2 separate regions of the Mus musculus genome follow, and region 2 is linked to region 1. Evidence: chromatin contacts called from public promoter capture Hi-C data. All regions are on one chromosome and are shown on one strand. The core of a region is the stretch at or near the end of the contact, and the rest is flanking DNA. Distances in the headings are between cores, read along the strand shown.

Region 1 (5,035 bases), core at 1,770-4,269:
AGCCCTGGCTACAGGAGGTGCCACTTCAGTCTCTATATCCCTTTCTGGTAGGAATCTCAGCTAGGGTCACCGCCATAGACTCCTTGTTAGCCTCCCTACTTTTCTTTTTTAAAAAATCTACCTTCTAAGTGTATGGCAACATGAAGAGACAGTTGTAGACGTGGACTCTGTGTAGTTGTAGGACAGAAAAAAATATACCTAGGAAATTAGAAGAGGAAAAGAGCCTACTAAAAAGATTCAGTGGATTTGAATACAACCCCAGGCTTGCCTGCTTATGACATTAATTATCATGTAAAAGACTTTAAGAACTGGAATGTGGGCTAAAACAGTCAGATTGCAGACCAACCCCTAGGAGGGACACTCATAGAACATCTACATAGTAAAGACATAGTGATTCAAATTTTAACAATCCTAAGCAAAGGGTTGGAAACTGAATTGGCATTGGAGCTAACAGCTTAATTGGTACTCACATCCTGAACCAAACCAGGTTGGCTGCTGAAGAAAATATGTGAGTTTACTATGCAGAGTGTAAGAAGATTCTGTTTCAGAATGTTGCTAGATATGCTAATGGAGGGATCCAAAATTTCTTGATATACAAATAAGCTGCATTAGGAAATCTGCTAATAGGCAACTATAACAAGGAGATGCACATGCTTGAAGTTACCTGCTCAAAACTTTAAAATCATGAGTATGAGTTAACATATTAAACAAGCAGTTGCAAACACCTTTGCAATAATGTGAGGCTAAAAGCATCAGCGAAGTAGTAAAAGATAAAGAGGAAAAATATGGAGTCATGGAACTGAAACTACAAATTTAATAACTTCAGTAGATGTGTGTAGTAACTAGATGGAAATGAAGAAGAGTCAGTTTGCTTAAATCCAGCAACAGGTGATGGCACACTGGGAATAGACAGTGAAGAACCAAGGGCTGACAGCCAGCAGCCTCACCTGAAGAGTCTGCAGTAGTAATAGGTGAGACTGAGACATGGACTGCATGTTCGTCAGTCCCACTGTAAGAAGGCATAAAATATTTAAGAGTGAAAGAGAAAGTATTTCATTGTAGGAAATCTAGACTTTTCTGTTCTTAGAACTGTTTTAGTCTTCTTACATTATTACTGCAACTAAGTTAATGATATGATCTGAAAAGTAATGCCAAGGTAATTGTCTTAAAAAAATAAAACAGAAAGAAGAGTTTTTGGTGTGTGCAGAAGTTCAGTTTGTTATATCTCTTACTTTCTAACCATATGCAAGTAAGAGATATAACACGTGTGTTGTCTTTTTCTCTCAAAGTTTAGTTAGGTATATTAAGAAAAAGGGGTAGTACAGGGGAAAGCCAGGGCCAAAAAGTGGGAGTGGGTGAGTAGGGGAGTGGGGGGGAGAGTATGGGGGACTTTTGGGATAGCATTGGAAATGTAAATGAGGAAAATACCTAATAAAAATTAATAAAAAGAAAAGAAAAAAAAAAGAAAAAGGGGCACCTTTGGTTATTTAATCCTCCTAATGTACCATTAAGTAAAGATCCTAACTTCCCTAGTTTGTAGGAATTGTGTAGCTTTAAAAAGAATGCAGATACTAGTAGGTATAAGGAAGAAAACAGATTGTGAAACCATGAGTTGGCATGATGGGCGTTTATTTACATGCTATTTAGTATGAAAAGAATGTTTCCCTAGGACCGTTTGTTCTGAAGAGTTGTTTAGACTACATATACTGTGCTGAAATTAAGGAATATATAGTTGAAATGTCAATTTCCTGAGCTACTTTGCACCATTGATCCAGTATCTTGCTTTTGCTAGTATGTGTTAGTCTTTGGCTATACTTCAGCCGTCCTTTAAAGCACACAACTGCTCTTTTCTGGAAGTGCTTGGATAATTTAAGTGATGCATACTAAAATTGATCACAATTTTGGACTGTTTTCTTGTTGGGATTAAACAAAACACTACCCTGCGAAGGGAAGAATCTTTAGATTTTGCTTTTCTTATGAGTTGATGGCCATTTTTCTTTCTTCATTTTTTCTTTTTGCCACTACAGTTAACCACTGCTTTTTTTGGTGAGGAGAACTCCCTTTGTTGAGTTGAGTTGAAGCTAGTGTATGTTGCCACCTGTGAAGTAAAACCAATGCCTGTGGCTTAACATCAGTTATATGACTTCATGTTTCAGCTTGCTTTCTGTACTTGTGCACAATAGGTTCATAAAGTGTGTTAACTGATTTAACATTGAATAAGAGCCATCTTTATAGGGACTTAAAGGAATATGTATGTAGTTCACATTTTCTCATATATGTTTTTTCAATTAGAAATCATAATGTAATAAATTTGGTAATTTTAGAAGTTCTGTTTTATAGAGCATACGTGACTTTTTTCAAACCACGCAGGTAATGATAGAGCACTGACTTAGTCCAGATCCAGAGCCTCACTCCCAGTCAGTGTCACTTGTGTGACATATGGAGGATTTAATGGTTTATCCAGAGCCTCACTCCCAGGTCAGTGTCACTTGTGTGACATAGGGAGGATTTAATGGTTTTGAATTTCACTCTCTGGTGGCTAAGATTGATACCGGACAACTTCTATGCATTTATTGGCTGTCTGTTATCTTTTTGGGAGGGTTGTCTTCTTCAGACCACTTATGTATCTTTAAATTTAATTTTAGTGAGTTGTAATAGTTTTCTCTTTTCCTTTGTAGTATTTGGGATTAAACCTAGGATTTTGTGCATGCTAGAAAAAAAAGACTCTATCAGTAAGCTTCATCTCCAGTCCAAAGAAATTGATTGCTATAGTTTTCCTAAAAAATTCAAAAACAAGTCCTTTATGTGAGTCTGTGGATTATCTTTTGAGTTTCTTAATTTTCATCGTATCCACTTTGCCCATTTTTCCTTTTATGCCTTATGTTTTTATTATATCTCAGAGAGATCTTTAAGTGAAACAGAGGGAAAAAAGAAATAAGCCACCCCATGTTGTCTCCTTTGTGCAGGAGGACTTTGAGGTTTTTCTTACAATGAGCCATGGGGTCAGGACAGCTGCACATCACCAGCAGCTGGAGTGTGATCAGATATTTAAGAGGATAGTCAATTGTTTTTTCCCTGGACAAAGAGATAGAAGAATTCTGAACATTACCATTTTTCTTAAACTGTTCAGGTTGTAAAGTGTAATGCAGCAAACAGAAAAGTTTGGAAAATGAAGTCCTCTGAAAATATTAAAAGTAGTATAAACTAGCCGGGTGTGGTGGTGTAGAACTGTAGTCCCAGCACCAGGGATCCCGAAACCAGAGATCACAAATTTGAACTACCTAAGTAGTGGGGTGTAGGGGTAGGGCACTAGAAGACTGTGACAATCCAGTGAGGGTGGGTGGAAGGAAGCCAAGTCAGTAGACTGTCATTTTCTTATTATCATGTGAGTCTTGTTAGCAGTTTTGGCTGCTGTAGGAAATTGTTAGGAGCCCTTTCTTTCACTCTCTGATGTTGCACTTTTACTTTGCTGTGCTCTTACATTTTTATGGATAAGTTAACTCAGAGATAGTGTTAGTACTGCCCATTCTCATGAATATGCAATTGATTTCCCGCATGTACAGTTACTTGTATAATATGCATAAATACAGACAGTCACAGACATGTGTGTGCATGCACCCCCCACCCCCAGCTCACACAATGTGGTGTAACTAGATAGGGTAGAAAGCCAGTATTTGTTATTGAATGGGCTTCATTTCTACTGTTACAGATATATATGTGAATACTGAGCTAAATTGTGTAACCTTTTAACAGTTACTACTGTAATTGATATGAAATAAGCCATCCTTAAGAAAGCTTGATGGATTTTTAAGGAAAAAGTTTTAATTAGAATGTGAAATCATCTATAAAAAATGATATGACAGTTAAAAGAAGAAAAAATAAGCAATTTCCTGTTCTGTCCTTATTAAATGACAAATGAGCTGTAAACTCATGACTCCTTTTAGGAGGCTGGGATGGGCGTGGGTCTGGGTCCTTTGCCCTCAGGTCTGGTTTCCAGGATCTTCTGCTTTAGACTTACAGAGATAAATTATCTGATGGAAAAATCTGCTGTTTATCTCTTTATTCTGATGTCATTCCTTTAATTAGGAAAAGACAGTAAAACAGAATTTTATGGAAAAAAAGAAAAGAGACAAGTAGGGGTTTATCTAAGAAAATATATATTTTTAATATTCAAAAATATATTTTTTGTTATTTTTGTTAAGAGACTTAATTTGGGGAGGAGAAAAGGAAAATTATGGAGATCTATATTTTTCTTAATTCTTGTTCAGATGTATTAGTAGACATGGAGTAAATTTTCTATCACCTGCGTGCATGCCATGCGGCAGACACGTGGTGTGGGTTTTTTGGCAACCTTCCTTACCTCCCCCTCCCCCCCCCCCAACCAAGTAAGTTCTTCTCCAAGAGCTGTGGTTTCTGTAATGGGGTACCTTGCCAAATTCTTAAATGTCAGGTCACTATTCCCTTAGCTTTCTGTGCTAACACACAGAACCAGCACTTGACAGACTTTGAAACTTTCAGTGCCATGTTGTCACTAAGATCTAAAAAAAAATTTTTGTTCTTGTTTATCTTTTGTTTTTATTAGTATGATTTCTAGGCAAGCATTGATGGCTGTTTTCTACATCTAGTGCACTAAGTTTAATGCTATTCACCTCTGTAAGTGATGATTTAATCAAGAATTCATTACCACCTAGTGTGTAAATAGAGCTTTGGATGTTTGCAAATGAGTGAACAAATACATATGAATAAGCTTATAGAAAAAGTTCACAGAATACTGCACTTTTTACATCCACAAGTAACTAATTATTTAAAACCAAGAACATACTAAATAGTATGTGTTCTTGTGTAGGTTCAAGAGTTTTAATAGACACAGCCTTGTAAATGTGGCTGCAAGTAGCCTCTCCACAGAAGTCATGACTACAGAGCAGAAGGATGGCTTTTTAATAACTCAATACCTGTGGAGACCCAGAAATGATGTGTAGTTGTTCACCCACATTGCCATAGGTATATGATAACATTTGTGAAAGAAAACCATCAT
Region 2 (4,324 bases), core at 154-2,653, 240 kb before region 1:
ACTTAAGGTTCCGTAATGGCCCCGGTAGCCAAGCGTTCTCATCGTCATTTCTGAGGCTGACCTTCAAAACTGCTCTGCCAACAAAAACGTCTCCGAAAGTAGCCCAAGGTAAACATTGACACCAATGACAGATACAACCACTCAAACTCAAGGATGGCTTTAGTGCAGATGGTGGACCATCAAAAAGCACAAGGTCCTCCAACCCGGTCCCTTCACCCTATCAGTTACATCCAAACAACTTGAGTTGGTACAGTCATCTCTCAAAACAAGATAGCACACAGATGCCAAGGGAAGGGTTTTGTACCTTCAAACTCTTACTTCCATCGTGTGAATTTATGGTTAAGGGCACTAAAAGACGTCCAAGTATTTAGATGATTCAGTCCAAACTTGAAAATAAAGCCAAATGTTTAAGTATGGCGGACTATTTAAAAAAAAAATTTTTTTTCTTCGTGAAGCCAAAAGTCTCCATGCTCGCAGCAGGTTAACGTCCATTTTTTTCCTAGCATATTTCTTTCCTAACGGGTTACAAATGCAGGTTGGTCGTGAAAACACCATCTTCTTGCGCAGGCTAAAACCTCAGCGCGACCACTCGTTTGTGGTTTATTAAGTGAAACCTGCAACGCACAGCTGGAAAATCTGTCAGGCTCGGTTCTCCTCAAAGCCCTCCTCTGGTAGACAATAGCGGGGCTATGGCAGAGTGGGGACATTCCTTTGACAAGAAAGGTGGCTAGATAGGAGCGGTCGTCTAGCACAAGGTAAGGCCTCTGTGGCTGTTATGGCGAACGCCAGTGGGGTTCTGCTCTTGCGTGAAGAGTCGAGTGGGTTGGGTTGTGAGCTCGGGTCTCCGCCACACACACACACACACACACACACACACACACACACACCCGCGGACAAGGTACAAAGGACCGAGGGGAGTCGTCCCCCGAGAGCACAGCCGGGCTGAGAAAGCGATGGGAGGATCTGCGCGGTGGCGAGGCGACGAGGCGAGGCGACGGCTGGGCGGCCCTGTACTGTGGGCCGCCGCGCCGCCGGCCGCCTCGCCTCGTCGCGCCGGGAACCCTCCCGCGCCAGGCCCGGCAAGATGGCGGGCCCGGCCCCATGCGCAGCCGGCCCCTGCCCTGCCCGGCCCGGGCGCTCTCGCCGACGCGCCGCGGCCCGAGACCCCCACCCTGCGCCCCCGGAGTGCGGCGGCGCGGCCGCGCGGGAGGGCCTTCGCGGGCGGGCGGGCGGGCGGCCGCGCGGGGCGGGGGACGCTTACCGTGAGCGGAGCGGCTCGGCCTGACTGGAGCCCTGAGGAGGAGGAGAAAGAGGAGGAGGCGAGGGAGGAGCGCGGGCTGTGTACGCCGAGGCCGCTCCGGCTCCCATCGCGGAGCGGGGCTGCTGGGCGCCGTGAGGGGGGAGGGGGCTGTCGCGAGCCAGGGCGCAGTGCCTCATGGGTAGGCTCCGGGTTGGCCTCGCGCGTCCGCGCTCCCAGTCTTCCCGCCAACGCGGGAGGCGAGCGCGGCCATATGCGCCGTGCTGCGGACCTCGAAGGCCCGGGCCGGCCGGGCCCTAGCAGCCGGCGAGGACACGCGGGGACCGGGCTGAGCTAGGCCGTGGCGCTCATGGCCGCCTCAGGCCTAGAATTTGTAGGCACTCAGCAGTGAGTTCCATCCTTCTCCGTGTGCGAGGGTTAAAGGGCATGGGGAAGGGTGTGAGAGGAAAAGGAGATGAGTTTCCAGGATAGTACCACGTTGTTTTTGGAAAGTACGTTTTTGTTTGGGTATCTTTTTCACTCCTATTGTATGAATAGTAATCCGTAATTGGAGGTGGAAAAAAATGGCCGATGTATTTATAAGAATACTTCATCGTAAGTCGGATCTGTAAGGAAACAGACACCATGTTATGTCCGAAATGTAGATGGACATTTGTGTGTTTGAACGATGTCAGATTTTGTTAAAAAAAAAAAAAAGAAAGGAAGGAAGGAAGAAAGAAAGAGGCAATAAAACGAGGGCTGGAGAGATGTAAAATGAGTAAGAGCCCATGTTGCTTTTCTAGAGTGCCCTAATTTGGTTCGCAGCACCCCATGGTGGCACACAACTACAGTTCAGGGGATCTGATGCCCTCTTCTGGCCTCGGTAGGCACCAGACACTAAAGTGGCACACAGGCATATATACAGACAAAAAAACACAGATACACATAAACTCAAATACTATGAGCTACCTTCTATCAAATAGCCTCAGTGTCTATAGATACCAGGCTCTCGGCGATCAAAGCTTCTTTTATTCCAGTCTTAATTACTAGCTCAATACATTTCATACTTAGAGAATGGGTACAAAAGGTTTAAAGAGACCAGCAGATTTCAGAGGACAAAAGCAGAAAGCTGATACATATATAAAGTGAGTTGCAGATACTAAGGGAAGGGATCTGGGAACCCAATAGGAGGCCAGTGGAGCTAGGGCTGCAGAACAGGACCACAGGGGGCTAGAAGCCAGAGAGGAGCAAGATCCATTAGAAAGACAGAAGGAGGACACTGCAGGTGGGCTAAGCCCAGTATTGTGAATTTAGGATTTGTCTGCCTATCACTTCCTTGAAAGAGACACCAGGTGGTCAGGTGAGAGGTTAGCAATTCAGTCACCATCTCAGTGTTAGGTACCTATATTATTAGTTTTCTAACTGAACTTAGAGAATGAATCCATGTGCATAGAAAGGGGGGTTATTAGAATGACTTATAAGCAACAATGGCTGGCTATGGACAAAAAGTCCAAGAATTCAGTAATTGCTCAATTCAGGTTGGATGTTTCAGTGGGTCTTCAAGATACCCTGGAATTCTAAAGGAGTAGGTAAAGAGGGAGGTGTTGTATCCCTACTTGGTTCTTGATTGTGTCAATAAAAAGGGGGGAAGCCAATTGCTGGACGAAAGAAAAATGGTGGGACTTGCAGGTCCCAGAAGAGAAGGGACACAGGGAGAGAGGAATTTGGACCAGGATTTGGATGGAAAGGGAAGCTGAAGTCATGTAGATCTTGGGACACTTAGAATTATTGTAGCCTCTGCTGCCAGCAAGGACTGAGAAGGTTGTGGGGAGCTGGCTGATAGAATTGGGGCAGGAAATTCTTTACCCAGCTGTTGAGTTATCTGGCTAGCTTTAAAATAATAAAACTGTCTAATGTTTTCTATCCATGTAGCTAAGGTGGACAGGAGAAGAAAGAGGGCAGCCAGGGCAGTTGCTGGTGGAAGTTAGCCTGAGAGGGTTGGGGGAGCAATTGCAGCTCCTGGGAAAAATGACCAGCTGGTCATTGGCAGAGCTGAATGAGACTGGTGGTGGCAGATCACAGAGCTAAACCCAGAGAGGCTGGAGTGCAGGCTGTGACACCAGGCAAGGTTGGTAACAGGTTTTTAAAATTACACGCAACAAGTAGGCTATAAGGCTGAAAAAGTATAACCTAAAAACAAAATTCTAGGCCTTTAGGCCCAGGCTTAAGAATGTGACCTTTGTGACTCAATGCTCCAAGGCATGCTAATCATAAAACAGATAGCAACATTCCTCCACCCACCCACTTCCTGGGTTCAGGAAGCGTTCATTCAAAGAAAGTTGCCTTGACTCTTGCTGGAACCCGCTGTGCAAAGGTGCTATTGTTAGAGGCTCCTAGAAAACTGTCTTGACTTTCCACCACCTCATGACTCTTAACTGGTATTTTTGGTATTTTCCAACAACGCCCTCCCCACCTCCTTGAGTTGTGGTTTCTTCCTTTAAATACCCCCTTACCCAACTACTCGGGGTGCCAGGGGTCCTCTACCCCTGTGTGGTATATGACTGTGGGCCCAAAAGCGCTCTTGAATAAAAGTCCTCTTGCAGTTTGCAGCGAGACCGTTTCTCGTGAGTGATTTGGGGTGTCGCCTCTCCTGAGTCAGAATGTGGGGGAGTCCTCATGTTGTGGGTCTTTCAAGGCAAGTAAAGGAATGGAATCTCTAAGAAAGCGAGGACACATATAAACCCTTCTGCCTCAGTGGGGTAGCAGTGGTGCACACCTTTAATCCCAGCACTCACTCAGGAGGCAGAGGCAGAGGCAGGTGGATCTCCAAGTCTGAGGCGAACCTAGTGTACATTGTGAGTTCCAGGACAGCCAGGACTTCACAGAGAAACCCTGTCTCGAAAAAACCAAAGGTAAAAATAAATAATAAAATAAATGAAAAACATCAGTCTTCGTCACCACAGTGTCTCTGTGTACAGATAAAATATGTGATCCTTCTGCTTCTGCATTTGTAGTCAAGATGGAGCTGATCTGGGCAAGGTATGGCCTGATCAGAACAGAAACTTTCCTACACTGAGAGCTCTCCAA

The links. Promoter capture Hi-C pulls out the DNA fragments that hold promoters and counts their contacts.
Region 2: a contact with region 1 is called in a promoter capture Hi-C map of the HPC-7 cell line. The contact joins the promoter of Zfp280d here to the enhancer-like site in region 1. A contact is called at or near these places in 2 of 39 promoter capture datasets (the HPC-7 cell line, HPC-7-derived erythroid cells and neural stem cells), 2 of 115 datasets of contacts at active chromatin or transcription factors (acute myeloid leukemia and embryonic midbrain) and 2 of 9 other capture datasets (adipose tissue and liver).

The regions. Positions count from the first base shown.
Region 1 is chr9:72,035,720-72,040,754 of GRCm38.p6, reverse strand. The region is part of intron 3 of Tcf12 (transcription factor 12); the gene reads left to right. Among named protein-coding and RNA genes, the nearest start is that of Tcf12, 74 kb to the left of the region's middle. Within about 2 kb of position 3,019, at least 20 of the 459 cell types and tissues checked have an H3K27ac peak or open chromatin away from gene starts, as enhancers often do. A contact at or near this core is called in the HPC-7 cell line, where this site is marked.
Region 2 is chr9:72,271,967-72,276,290 of GRCm38.p6, reverse strand. It overlaps Zfp280d (zinc finger protein 280D), which reads right to left and starts at 1,403. Exons shown (of 22, transcript NM_146224.5): 1 at 1,262-1,403.